Regions from separate parts of the Rattus norvegicus genome. Here region 2 is linked to region 1. The links are chromatin contacts, called in public Hi-C maps. All regions are on one chromosome and are shown on one strand. The core of a region is the stretch at or near the end of the contact, and the rest is flanking DNA. Distances in the headings are between cores, read along the strand shown.

The links. Hi-C and Micro-C count contacts between places; a contact is called where the count stands out from the background.
Region 2: a Hi-C map of frontal cortex shows a contact between it and region 1, with 1.9 times the contacts expected there. The contact joins the enhancer-like site here to the promoter of Cpe in region 1. A contact is called at or near these places in 2 of 12 Hi-C or Micro-C datasets (frontal cortex and hepatocytes).

Annotation. Positions count from the first base shown.
Region 1 is chr16:29,792,899-29,799,972 of GRCr8, reverse strand. Cpe (carboxypeptidase E) reads right to left here and starts at 3,266. Exons shown (of 9, transcript NM_013128.2): 1 at 2,872-3,266. The coding sequence starts at 3,178.
Region 2 is chr16:29,832,444-29,839,517 of GRCr8, reverse strand. The region is part of intron 1 of Cpe (carboxypeptidase E); the gene reads right to left. Among named protein-coding and RNA genes, the nearest start is that of Cpe, 39 kb to the right of the region's middle. Within about 2 kb of position 4,012, at least 31 of the 93 cell types and tissues checked have an H3K27ac peak or open chromatin away from gene starts, as enhancers often do.

The DNA.
Region 1 (7,074 bases), core at 2,017-4,516:
GCCTTGTGTTTGCTAGGCAAGTGCTCTACCACTGAGCTAAATCCCCAACCCCTCTTATTTACATTTCGATTGTTATTCCCTTTCCCAGTTTCCAGGCCAACATCCCCCTAACCCCTCCCTCTCCCCTTCTAATGGGTGTTCCCCTCCCCATCCTCCCCCCATTACTGCCCGCTCAGTTGTCGCCATTCTTGTTGGGGGATATGTTAAGGTTCTCTTACATCCATTGACTAAATCCTTAGAAATAACCATAATTCTTTTTGTCCTGAAGTTCAGCACAAGGCCCTAAGTGGGTGCTCCCCAACTCAACCACTGCCCAATCCAAGGCATTTGGGTGGACGTTCATAAAAAGTTACCTAGGGTAAGAAAACAAACCTGACTCTTCTTTCGTGCCGGAAAACAAAATGGATATAAAAAATTTCCGTGGAAATTTTCAATCAAGTCATTGAATTCGAAGCAGAATCCAGAGACCGTGAGTGAAGGTACTTGTCGACCTGACAGCCTGGCTTTTATTTCAAGGACCGATAGGGTGGAGGAGAGAGTCAACTTCTGGAAGTTGACCTCTGACTTCCATGCACCATGACGTGCATACACTCAAGCATGTACACATACAGATAAATAAATAATAAAGGTTTCACAAACAAATCCCAAAGATATTTCAGCAATGAAATTGGTTAAGGTAAGTAGTCTCCTTCAAAGGGGTCTGAGGGACATTAGAGATGGTGATTCTCAGAATTTGTGCCTTTCCTGCCCTTTGTGAGGCACTCTCCGACCCCTGGACCTGAGAGTTCCTAGGATGCTTTTCCAAGTGTTGGCACAGACACCGATTGTCCCGTAACCTTTGTGTCAGATTTGCCATTCACCATCTCCCCGGGGGCAGGAACAACCTGTGTAGACGTCTAGAACCTTGCTCATCCTGAAGGTATAGGATTTTAAAATGACAAAGACAATAACATTGAATGCACCCATTTCTACCACAGAAGAGGTACAGATAGGCTTTTTAATCTGTTTATCCTAAAAGGAATTTGAAAGACTTTTTAAAAAGTGATCACTTTTCAGCCAGATTTGCAGGTCTGTGCTCCAGCTACTCCACCAAAATTTTGTTTTCATTTTCAGAACATATCATATTCTTGAAATACTGTCAATTTATCTATACATTTGAAACAAGAGGACATAATGTTAAACCATGGCTTTCATATCATCTCTTTAAATAATTCAAAAAGCCCACCAGAAGCCTCTAATAACAAGCAGAACAAAGGGCTGAGATTGAGAGGCAGAGTCACAGAAGCTTAACTGTCAGGAGTGGCCGGCTTGTTGTGTGACTTGGCTAAAAATGAGTCTCCCTGTAGACCTCCCTTCCTTATTCCCCATAGCTGCACAAACACTAGCCATCAGGGTTCTGCTTCACATGAGGAGGCTGGAACTCTTCGTGAATGTTTTCTCGAACCTGGTTCTAACGTTTCCACCCTAGTACTGAGCCCTTAGCAAATTCATTCGCACCCTCTCATTTACCTTAGCCATAGGCAAGAAAGGTTTTCGGAGGACTTCTCAATCCATACACTCCATGGTTTAAGATCAAAGTCTCTCTATCAGCACCTATGTTGTCCCTTCCCCTGTTGGTTCTTATGCTGGGAAAACTGTGCAGGCAGACGAATGACCACATGGCTCAGTGACAGGGGCTACTCAGTCTTCATGGATTGCATCCCACCACAGCAAATATAAAAAATAATAATAAATAAATAAATAAAAATAAAAAGGAGATAGGAAAAATTCGGGAATGGTGGGAAACATCCACAATCCCAGCTTTAGGATTCAGAAGCTGAATGATCAGGAGTTCGAGGCCAGCCAGGACAATATTTCAAATTCAAGGCCAATCTAATGGACAAGAAACCCAGGGAGGAAGAAAAAGGGGGGATGAGGGGAGGGAGAGATAAAGGAAGGGAGACTTTTCATGTCCTGCATTGAGAATTTTTAGCCTGGGTTTTATGTTTTCTTCGTCGTTAAAGAAATAAAATCATTCCATACTGATTTGGGTGCTTTAGCAAGGCCTTTATTACCAACAGAAAGGCCAGGCCTAAATGCTTTCTAAACAGCATAAACATAACCCAAAGGGTCCCAAAACATTGCTTAAAATATCCTTTTAATACCAAGCCTTTAACACAAATTAAAACGTGCTTTAACGTACTCTGACAGAAAATGCCTAACCCGATGGTTGCTGGAGATAAAACGTGATCATGCACTACTCATCTTAGAGTGGTCAAAGCGGGGGGTGGGGAGTCGGGGGGGGCTGTTATTTTCCCTTAGTAAGGCGAGGCATGGTCTGTAAGCCTGTTAGAAACCTTTTCTACCCTGGTAGGAAGATCTACATGTATGCACCCCACACAACATCTAGATCATCAATATCCTTTTTGAAATTCGCCAGCATCCCCAGTCGAGAGTGCACCTAACGCTCACACAAACGCAGAGGTGGGTACGCAGAGCCTGCAGCGCCCAATAAGCTGGTCCTTTGGAAATTCTCAAATGATAGAAGACTCTCCCTGCTCCTCTGAGACCCCGCCTTCTGCACCTTATTTTTCACTGGTGTCTACCGGGAAGGTGTTTGCCTTCTGAGAACTCATAATTCTATTCTGTTTAGAGTTTGACCCATCTGTGAGGGTGAGCACCCGGGAACTCAGCTCTGGGATTTGTCTGTATTCCTGTCCCCATGCCTCCAGCCCCCCCCAGTCCCCGCCTATGTTCACAAAAAACGGGTCGAAGATGTGAACGATGGAGAGGCTGACGTTCGTTTCCTTCCCACTTCCCATCCAGGCATCCTTCACCCGGCAGCAACTCGGGGCCCACCTCTCCTCCTTCCCGTCCCCGCAGCGCACTTACCGGGCTCATGGACCCCGGGGTTGTCAGACAGCTCGATGACCAGGAGCTCCCGGCCCTCGAAGCTGCGCCCCACCGTGTAGATCCTGCTGATGGCGGTGCACTGCAGCCATACCGACACCAGCGCCTCGCGCAGCTCGGGATAGCGGTGGTACTCGAAGGAGATGCCGTCCTCCTGCTGCAGCCGCCGGCGCCGCCGCATGCCAGCCGCTGGCGCCCCGGGCTCCTGGGCTTCAGCCGCTAACAGCCACCCGCCGGCCACCAGCGCGGCACACAGCGCCAGCAGCACCCGTCCTCCGCGCCCGGCCATCGCGTCCCCGCGAGCTGTACCGCCGGTCTCTTTTGTCTGCCCGGGCCCGGGTGGAGTTGGCGAGCTCAGCACCAGCCTCCTCTCGTCTCACCTTCCACGGCTCAATGAACGGTGCGCGCTGGGGCCACCCAGAGGACAGTGGCGACGCGACGGCTCTGCGCGCTGCACTACCCGCCCCGGGGAGCAGGAGGCAGGAGGCCCGGCACAGGCGGAACAACCGCCAGGGATGCTGGCTTTATTCCTTGGCTCAGACCCACGTCAAAAGCCAAATGGCGCCAGGGACCACGCAGGTGGAATGACAGCTAAGACCTTGGCTTAGGAGGGTTATTGTGAATGAGAGGGAACCACGACCAGGATCACCCTTGTAGAAAACACATTCTTGGGTTACTAGCAGAGCCTTTTGATTTCCACCTAGAGGCATCAGAATGTGGGGTGGGGGTGAGAAGCAACCCACAGCTTGCCTTCTTTCTCGGACATTACTGCTGCAATAGTGGAAACTTAAGGGTTGTGGCTTCATCTTACAGCAAGGTCTGGCTAGAAACCAGAACACTGTATTTTGATTTGATTCTGCTTTCTACCCATTTACAGAGAGCGCTTTTAACTGTATTCAGACATACTCCGGAATCCTTCTAGGGGGAAAGAGAGAGAAATGAGGTAAGCAAGCAAGACCAATACCACTCATCTTCTGTGACACTCTGAGAAACACCAACGAGACTCTGTTCATGCGTTAGACAAAGGATTTCGTTTGGCAGTATGATTCAATCCTGTGATGGAGGAAAAACCGATGCAGATAAATGATATTGTCTTCCCTTTCACAAAGTGACTGCAAGGGTATAAAATCGTGGGCTTAAATGACCACCCTTGGGCAGGGTCTGTACTTTTGGAGCAACATCTGCAGCAGATGTTACTCTACAACAGTTGCCATTGGATGTAACACCAGTATGGATCTGAACAAATAATCCATTGAGCGTGGCCACCAAAAAAAAAAAAAAAAAAAAAAAGATCAGCACACCAGCAGGGGAAGGTTTCATGTGGGACATTTTTCCCCAGATGCCTCTTTCTCCACTATCTAATAATACCCTGTCCTGAATAAAACCTGTCACCTAGAAAGGAATCCAGGTCTATAAATAATTTCATTAGGTTTTTTTTTCTTTTATACTGAAGTTTGAAACCGTGGAAGCACCTTCTCTTTCTGACTCCTTGGTCTCAGATGCAGCTAGAGGGCAAAGGGAACCCAGTTGCTTAGAAAGTGATGTCAGGGGTTGGGGATTTAGCTCAGTGGTAGAGCGCTTGCCTAGCATGCGCAAGACCCTGGGTTCGGTCCCCAGCTCCGGGGGGGGGGGAAAAAAAGAAAGAAAGTGATGTTAGCAGGACAACAGGTTGGGTGGCCTCTGTGGTTCTCAGAAGGCCCACTGCCCTCAGAAGCCGACCTGTGGCAGTCATGGCTGCCCACACCCCACCCACCCAGGCCACTCCCACCCCTTGAGAACCAGACTGCTATAGTTAAGGCACGAAATATTGCTGGCACTGGGTGAAGGAGGCATCTAAAAATTATCTGTCACACGTTCAGGGAACAAACGTAAACCAAAAAGGGCAGCAACTGTAGGCATTCGGCTCACGTTGAGAATTTTAAAAATAAAATTAATATTACTGTTTCAGGGGTTGGAGAAACGGCGTCACAGTAAAGAGCACACAATACTCTTACAGAGCACCTGAGTTCAATTCCCAGCCCCCACAACCAGGGGATCACAGCGTCTGCGTCTCCAGCTCCAGGGATCTGATGTCTGGCCTCCATAGACACCCTCACATATGCAGTAATAAATGGGGACATAAACATATCTAAATACAAGTTTAAAGGAGCACACAGCCATGATAGCGCTCGCCTGTAGTCCCAGAACTCAAGAACCTGAAGCGGGAGGACACCGGGATTGAGGCTAACCTGAGCTAAATAGTGAGACTCTCCCTCAAGCAGGTAAATCAAAGTGTATGAACAGACAGGTTGCCAAGGCACTAGCAGGGAGGTTAGTTTCGAATCGATGGGTCTACATCTCGCACAGCAGCATAGATGCTTTTTTTAAGATAGGGTCTCATGTAGCCCAGGCTAACCTCAAACTCACTATATATCTGAGACTAGCTTTGAACTCCCGATTTCTTATCTGGAACCTTCCAAGTGCTGGCTTGTATTATAGTTAGGTGCTGCTTTAATAAGCTACCACAGATGTGAGTAGGGGGTGGGGCTTTTTGGGGGCGAGGATAGCCTTCATCTGACATCCTCCTTGAGGTAGACAGAACTTTATGAAAAATAGCAACAAAAAGCCCCAATGCTTTCCGCTCTAACCAGCCTGTATTTGATTTCTTAGTTCAGAAGTCTGAAACCAGAGCTATAATTAGGTTTCTAAAAGCATTTCCAAAAGAGTAACCTTGGAAAACCAGAGAGAAGAAAACAGAGTGGCTAAAACCAATGACTTCAAAATATACAGTTAGGATTTTAAGTTAGCAATTGAAAGCAACCTCACTAATTTGTGGCTGGGTTGGGGCATATTGACTAGTAACTACACACACACAACTACTGTGTGTGTGTAGCAGTACAGTAACTACTCCTCTCACTGAAGTCCTAACTTGTCCCATGGCTGACTATTCTTTTAAAATGTTACCTTTAAGGGTCACGAGGTACTTTTTATTTTGTTTTGTTTTTTTTTTTTACTTTAAAAGAAAAGAAGTGGGATTATACTAGCTGTGTACTATTACTTGAAGAGTTCTCTGACATCGTAGATGTTTGTGGCCCTAACCTGTAGAAGGAAAAAGAAAGTTGGTTAGGTTATCCATTCTCTAGTATTTCAGTATAAGAGAACCATATAGCAACTTAGAAAATGTATGTCTTAGGGCTAGACCAATGGTCCACCAGTTAAGAGCATGTGTTGCTCTTCCAGAAGACCCAGGTTCAATTCCCAGCATCCACAAGATTGCTCACAACTGTCTGTAAGAATAGTTGAAGGGGATCCAACAATCTCTTCTGATCTCTGCAGGTACCAGACAGGCACATGGTGTACAATGTACAAAGGCAGGACAGGTATACAATAACAACAACAGTCATAATAATAATAGTAATAATTTTAAATCATTATTTGAAAGTCTCAAATAATGAAACATGTTTTAAACACACGTGTTTTCAAGCTTTCATGATTCACAGAGTCTGGGGTAAGTCTCAGGCATACCTGGTTTAGGGGCTGTCGGAGAGACGACTCGGAGGGGAAGGGTGTCTCCTGCTCCTCCAGAGGACGTGGGTTTGATTCCCAGCACCCACATCAGTGGTATATAATCACTTATGCCTGCAGTTCCAGGAAATGTGACAGTCCCTCCCGGCCACCTTGGGTACTTGGACATACACACATATAAATTTTTAAATCTTTTTTTAAATGAATTTTTAAAACATTCTTCATTTTAACCAGAAAATCGACCAAGTATGGTAGCATATGCTCGTAACTCCAGCACTTGAGGGTGAAGGCAGGAGAGCCAGGAGCTATCGCTTAGTCTACACTACACCGAGTTTGAAACCTGGGTTACATGAGACCCTGTCAAAAGCAAACAAGAGGAGTGGCAGAGATTTCTAATTTTAATATTCAACTGCCAGATGTGTTGTATTAGTTAATTTTCTTGTTACTGTGACAAAATACCATACCCAGAAGAGGCTTACAGAAAAGTTCATTCTGCCTTACAGTTCCACAGTGAAAGTCTGTCACAGCAGAGGAGGTCTGATGCAGGTGGCTGAGATGGCCAGAGCAGGGAGCTGAGAGATCACATTTCCATCCGCCTAAAAGAAGCAGAAAGAAAACCGGAGAAGAGGCAAAACGGTGAGTGTTCAAAGCCTGCCTTACAGTGATGCACTTCCCCTGTCA
Region 2 (7,074 bases), core at 2,763-5,262, 39 kb before region 1:
CTCATAATATAAGTATTACTATAACTGTGGAATTGTGTGGTGAGAAGGCTAGTCTGACTCCATGACAGGCTTCCGATTGGCAATTAAGGAGACAAGGTCTAAATCTTTATTTCCAGGAACTGGGCAATTCCAGGCAAGCCCAGGCCTTAGAAACTGCCCCACCACCTGGCCTGAAGCAAGGACAATGGGTCAGCAGCTGCTTCCTCAGCAACAGTTTCCAGACCTCCCATCCCCATCCCATAACGGAATGTCCATGCAGACGGACCCAATAGATTAACATAGAGATCACCTACCCCAGTGTGCCTTAAATCAAGTCTGCAGGCTTACTTGGTTGTCTCTCTGATCTGGTGATCAGAGACCCCAACGTGCTGGATTTCTGAAGAATAAAACACTCTTTGTGTTTATTTGAGTTCAGGGTATCATTCTTTGGTGAATCATGGACCCTTCCAGTGTCTAGAGAGATGGCTTCCTCATATCCTTTGGCATCTTCTCTACTCCACCATATTATAAATGCCTTCATGTTCAAACCAAAATTGTGTTGGCTTTCATACATCACTGCCAGAAATTCTCAGTTCCTTTAGGACTTAATTTCAATTACCACAGCTGTAAGGTATGTAGAAAAAGACAGAGCTGTCCCTTTCATACATCACGAAATGTCGAGGGAAGAGCATGCGATTGTGTGGAAAGCACAGACTTCTCATAAACCCTCCCCTGATGTTGACTGAGGGTCCCTACTTGGTAGAGATCGTAGTAACTGCTTCAAAGAGAGTTGTGTCACTAAAATGAGTACACAGAGCATCTGCCCTGCAGCCCAAATGTGTGGGCGTGTGAGTGCGTGTGTATGTGAGTGTGTGTATGTATGTGTGTTCATGTGTCTGTGTGTTTTTGTGTGGGCATGTGCCTGTGAGTGCGTGCATGCACGTGAATGTGTTTGTGAGTGCATGTGCATGAGTGAGTGAGTGTGTATTGTGCGTGTGTGCGTGCATGTGTGTGTGTATCCCTGTGTATGTGTATCCCGGTGTATATGTCTTTGTATGTATGTATACAACAACAATTAATGGAAAAAAAAAAAGAGGCCATACTTTGAAAGAAAGCAAGGCAGGGTGTGGAATGATACGAATGTCACTCTTTTAATTTCCTCTGAACTGTGCTGGCGTTCATCAGCCTTAGCATCTTCAGACAACCCAAATATTTAGCTTTAATCATCTTCCGATGGTTCCATTTCTTTTCTTCTGAAATACAACAGTATCAAACAATATCACCCTATTTCTCTCTCTTCATAGACTTGGAAAGTATGTATCATTTTTAGATTTATTTTTTTTTGTGGAAAAGGTTCACTTAAAGGAAAGTTATTAAATATAAAAGGTACTTCCATATGTATGCAAATACATGTATGTATGAACATGTACATATAATTTTTGAGATAATGTCTCAAGTATCCCCAGTTAGCCTTGAACTTGTCACCTCTCCCAGTTTTAAGGAATGCTAGGGATGCAACCCAGAGTTTTGTGTGCGCCAGGTGAACACCCCACCAACGGAGCTACATCCACAGCCCCCAGGTATATATTTTTTCCAAACACAATATGGAAACAAAAAGTGTGTATTTCAATACCTAAGACTCTCCACATCGACCATTAGCTTCAGAACATCCTTGTTCTCTTCCTATGGGAATGTACACTAGAAATTATGTAGTTTGCATATTAATTATCCAAGTTAAATGTGTGCACTTCAAAGTGCCCCTGAAATAGACTCAAGGGTGTCAGAATAAACTTCACTCTGGGACTCACACAAGGAAGCCCTTATTTTGAAAAAGTCAACCTCCACCCCCCCCCCAAAAAAAAACCCACTTTTATGTTGTTTTGCTGCACAGCTTGTTTTGTACTACCCCAAGAAATTTTGTGCAAAATTCCCAGGGTGACATTTTCCTTGGAGAACAAGACGCCCTTGTAGCAAATATGACTAAGACTATTTCTTCCAAAAATTGAGTCAACACATGCCATCAATTTAGCCACAGATGGTGACTTATTACTTACAAGCAGTAATCCTTGTAGGATAAAAACTGCCCCTAGAATGTGTGATTTCTGCAACTATGAGAAAGCAATTTTAAAGACAACGACTCTGGTTAGAGATTTAACTGGGGGGCTGAATTGCTTAGCGAGCTCAAAGTCCTGGGTCTTGGTCCTCAACACCAAACAGCGCTCATGGGGGATGAGCAGTGCAGAGGGGTATCCGACCCATTTTAAAGAGCTGCCCGATGACAATTATAATACTTTGTAATAGTATTATCTCTTTTTTCCTGTTTACATTGTTTTCAAATAATCAAAACACTTTTTTCTAGATACATGAAAATTATCAACAGGCAAGCTCCTAAACCAGCCATGACTGGCCAAGTAAGGTAATGATTTCCCTAAGGCTCAGGTATTTCTTACCTGTCTAATAGGTTAAAGCAAGCCCAGAATCACAGACAAGGGAAAAACAAAGGCTCAAGATGACTCTGTCGTGACTGGTTACGGTTTTTACATTTTGCGTTGTCTATTTAAGCTTCATAGTTTTAAAACTGTAGCGGTTTTTCCTCATGCTTTTCATGGGACTACTTTGTAGAACTTGGATTGGCAACAGTACTGAAGCTGAAAGATGCAGGAAAATGCTGCACTAACATTCTCCAGAGGACACCTTTCTGAGTCTTTGTGTAGTTCATCTGTCAATCAGCACAATATGCAGAGCATCCAGACTCTCTGGAAAGGGCCAGCGTCCAAACAAAGTGCTGAGAGGAACGCCCGACATCCTGGGGCCAAACATGAGGGCCACCACTAACCTCAGCACCCGGGAGGCAGAGGCAGGAAGATCTGGTCCACACTGACTTTTGGCTGAGCATTTGAGAGATCTCCGAATATGCAGAACCTTTTCTGCAAAAGCTTACCGCTGCCATCTTCAAGATTCTCATGAAGAGGCCTACATGCTAGCACTCCAGAGGAAGAGGCAAGCAGATCTCTGTGAGATAACAGCCTGCTGGGTCTACACGGTGGGTTCCAGGCCAGCCAGGGCTACAGACTAAGACCCTATCTCAAAAAAGAAAAAGACAATATGAAAGAAAAAATAGTTAGACATTTTAATGTTATAAATTTCTTTATAATTTGTTTAGTTGGGAAGAGGGCCTATAAGAGACCCAGGACATGTGGAAACCAGAGGAGAGCTTTCAGGAGTCAGATTTTGCCATCTACTCTGTAGGTGGCGACCACACGTACACCAATATGAGGTGCTTGCCTTTAATCCCAGCACTCTCGAGACAGAGGTAGACAGATTTCTAGGAGTGTGAGATCAATATGACCCAGGCTAGCCAGGGCTCCATAGTGAGACCCTGTCTCCAAACAAAGTCAAAGAAAAAAATTAAAATACCCTTATAAACAGTGGTAATGACATCTTGAAAGAACAATACTCAAAAACAATGTCACAGCTTCAGTTGTTTTTTTTCAGTTTGAATATAAAAATGAATGAACCTGACCGCTTTTATAATATAAAAGAGATGGAAAAGTTCCTCTTTAGAGGTGAGTCATGATTAAAATATATGTGGTAAACAATCAGAACAAAAAAAATGACCTGAATAAATAAATTGCAAAACTCCTCGTATCAAATAACAAAGTGGAGGGGCCAACCTCCAGCTGAGGTTGAAGAGGAAAATCAAAGTCCCCGGAGGAAAGTGTCTTCCTCCACACAAGGAACCTCTTAGTCCTGATGCTCTTGGAATCACTAAAATCGACTTCAAACGTTCTTTCCCCTTTCACTTAAACCGTTCTCAGATCTTTTCTTATGCTAATGTGTACTTTGAATCCTCAAGTAGGGTATTTAGTACAATTTCCCAAGCTAACTCGCCCCACTTTTTTAGTATTCAGTGGAGAATGGCTTGTGAGGGGGCTGAGCTAGATAAACCTGTTACAGAACTACAGAAGAAAACAAAAGTAGTGAACTAGGTTAGAAACAAGAATGTGGAAATAATAAATTGGGGGAAATAGCATGTAGGGCGCAGAAGTCCGGATGGTTTTAGGGATGAGACTATGGTCCTAGGAAGCGGCTCGCCCAGTTACAGAGTGGGCCCCACTTCAGACAGAATATTAAGTGGGAAGAGAAAGCAGATCAAAGATAAGGACATGAAGTTCAGCAGTGGAGTCTCCAAGTCCTTGCCTGGGAAGCCAGGCAAGGGAGCCTTCTTCCCAGACCCTCAAAGTGCCTTGTTGAATCCATAAAACAAACCAAGGATAGACAAGTTAACAACAGAAACAGCTGCAGGGTAACCTGCAAATGCGTGGGAATGGCAGAAAGTGTGGAGCCCAGAGAAGTGCCAGATGGCTGGCATTTAGACAGCATCTGAGCTACAGCCCGTGGGGGCTCTGTTCTTGCTGCTCCGTGGTGGTGGAGGGAGGCCTGTTGTAGGTGTGGGTACCAAGGCACCCACACCTACAAGCACAGGGTGACAGAAGGCCACTGCATTCCATCCAGAGGAACTCCTTTTGATCTTCTGCATGTTAAAAATATGTCAGGTATGCTGAGGCCTGCAACCTCAGTCCTTGGGCAACCCAGGCAGGAAGTGTGAGGCAGGACGTGTGAGGCAAGTTTGAACTACATATTGACCTCAAATTCAATCTAAGTTACATAGCAAGGCCCTGTCTCAAAAGCAATTGTGTGCTGGAGAGGTGTAAAAGAATTCATCCACGGTAGCAATCAAATTATTATTTGCATAGGTGTGACCGAGCTGCATTGCCACACTAGCAAGCCTGATATAATTTTTAAAAAGAAGAAAAATGGAAAATATCTTCACTTTTCCAAATTCATACTTTAGTATATTTTCACTCAAAATAATTGAGAAAGAAATCTGCCTCATGATTAAAGGGGCAAGCAACTATGACTAGCATTTCCTACATTCTATTCTAGCATACCTTTCTGAGGATGAATGGGATAAGGTAGAAAAAACAACCATGAATGTGTAAAACATTTATTCCGATGGTGAGAGACCTACTATTTCTACCTTAGATGTCAAGGAGGATGCTGTACTGCATGAAGATGTTTAAGGAGCACATTTTATGCAAATCCGATCGCTTTTATGTACAGCACACCATACAATCTTGGTCACAATCTCTAAGAAAAAACTTCCAATGCTAATGGACTGATCCAGACCACGTTTCTTTCTTCAGGCACTGAGGAAGAACCACACTGGTACTTAATATTCCGCTGCCTTGTTGCCGTCCTTCCTTGCCTGACTAGCAGAGAGGTTTAATTTCTCTGCAAAGCTTCAAATTACAAGTAGGTGATTTCCTAGTGTGTGATTTTTATCACGGCCACAGCTCTCTGAGCACTTCCTGTTACCATCTGTCTCTTTGAGGGCCAGCACTTTTCCTGGCTTATTTCTCATCAGTCTGCTGTCTGGCATTTTCTCTGGCCTTCTGGGATTTTGGATAGCTGCTCCAGTCTGATTTGCTCTAAGCTCTTCCCACTCTTGTGTGTCTTAATTCTTCCAACCAGTCTGGAATTCATTCATACAACGCTTGCAACATCTTTACCTGACGTTCTCTCTCTCTCTCTCTCTCTCTCTCTCTCTCTCTCTCTCTCTCTCTCTCTCTCTCTCTCTCTCTCCCCCTCTACCCTACTATCTCTCTCTCCCCCAAGTCTCTCACTGAATTTGGAGCTCACTCCAGAGAACCTCCTACCTCTGTCTCCCCAGCAGTAGACTTCTTTGGCTGTTATAGGGGTTCAAACCCAGGTCCTCACAGCACAGCAAGTACTTCATCTATGGAGCCTCCTCCCCAACCTACGTTTTTAAAACATCACCTTCACCCTATTCCTCACTAATTGTGGGAAAGGCTTAGAGAACAAACTCCCAGACCCCTTAGAACTCATGTCCAATGCTCCATAGATCAGCACTCCGGAGTTTGATCCTTGATGTCTTTCATAATTAGCACTTCATGAAATACTCATCGCATAAGAAAACAACTAAAGCTGTCAAGTTCTGTTAGTACTGAACAGTAAATGATTCACAGTCCTCAACTCTCTCACTTGCTGTAAATTATCTCATAGGTGTTCACCACATCCTAAGTATGGCTCCAGCAACTGGTAATTCAGTGATTTAGTAGAAAACAAAAAACAAAAAACCAAGGGCAGGAGAGATGGCTCAGCAGTTTAGGGTGCTTGTTGCTCTTGTCGAGGACTGGAGTTTAGGTCCCTGAACCCATACAGTGTGGTCATATTCACCTGTTACTCCAGCTCCAAGAGATCTTGACATCTGCTTCTCACCTCCAGGGGTAACACACATGAATGTGGTACACACACATATAGGCAGGCAAAACTCTCATACACATAAAATACATAAATCTAAAAAAATTTTAAATAGAGAGGAGATATTAAATTTCTAATAAAGAAGGAACTGAAGTCCTATACGTTCATGTGTGTATGACAACATATGTGAGTCTGTGTTTGACCTGTATGCACATACATACATACAGGCCAGAGGTTGACATCATATATCTTCTGAAGTTGCTCCCTCTCACTTCTTTGGAGCCTGCTAATTCAGATAGACTGGCTGGCTGGCAGCTCCAGGATCCAACTGTCTGTATCCCTGGTCCTAATGCACACCACTATGCCCAGCTTCTGCATGGAAACTAGAGATCAGAACTTGCATGGAAAACACTTTACCGATGGACCCATCTCCCCAGCCAAAGCAAGGCACTTGTGAATTGGAAAAACGAGGCTGTTTCCCATTTACGCTGGAAGAATCCACTTAATTCAGTATTCTTGCCTACACAGATTTGTGTTCCCACCAAAAAAAAAAAAGGCATAGTGAAAAACATTTTACTGCCAGTAAATATTTGTGAAAGGGATGAATAAATGCCTTTTAGTTCATTAGTTTTACAAAATTAACTAGTCCCTCTGAGCAGTGTTTCATATCTATAATGGAAATGTAATTCTTTTTTTTCAAGGCTGTAATCTCTACACCCATCCACAGAAATAGCTCAAAAAGAGGTGGCCCTTTCTCCAAGTCAAATGTCACTTGCTAATAGCAAAGAAGTCACACTTAACTTAGCTCAA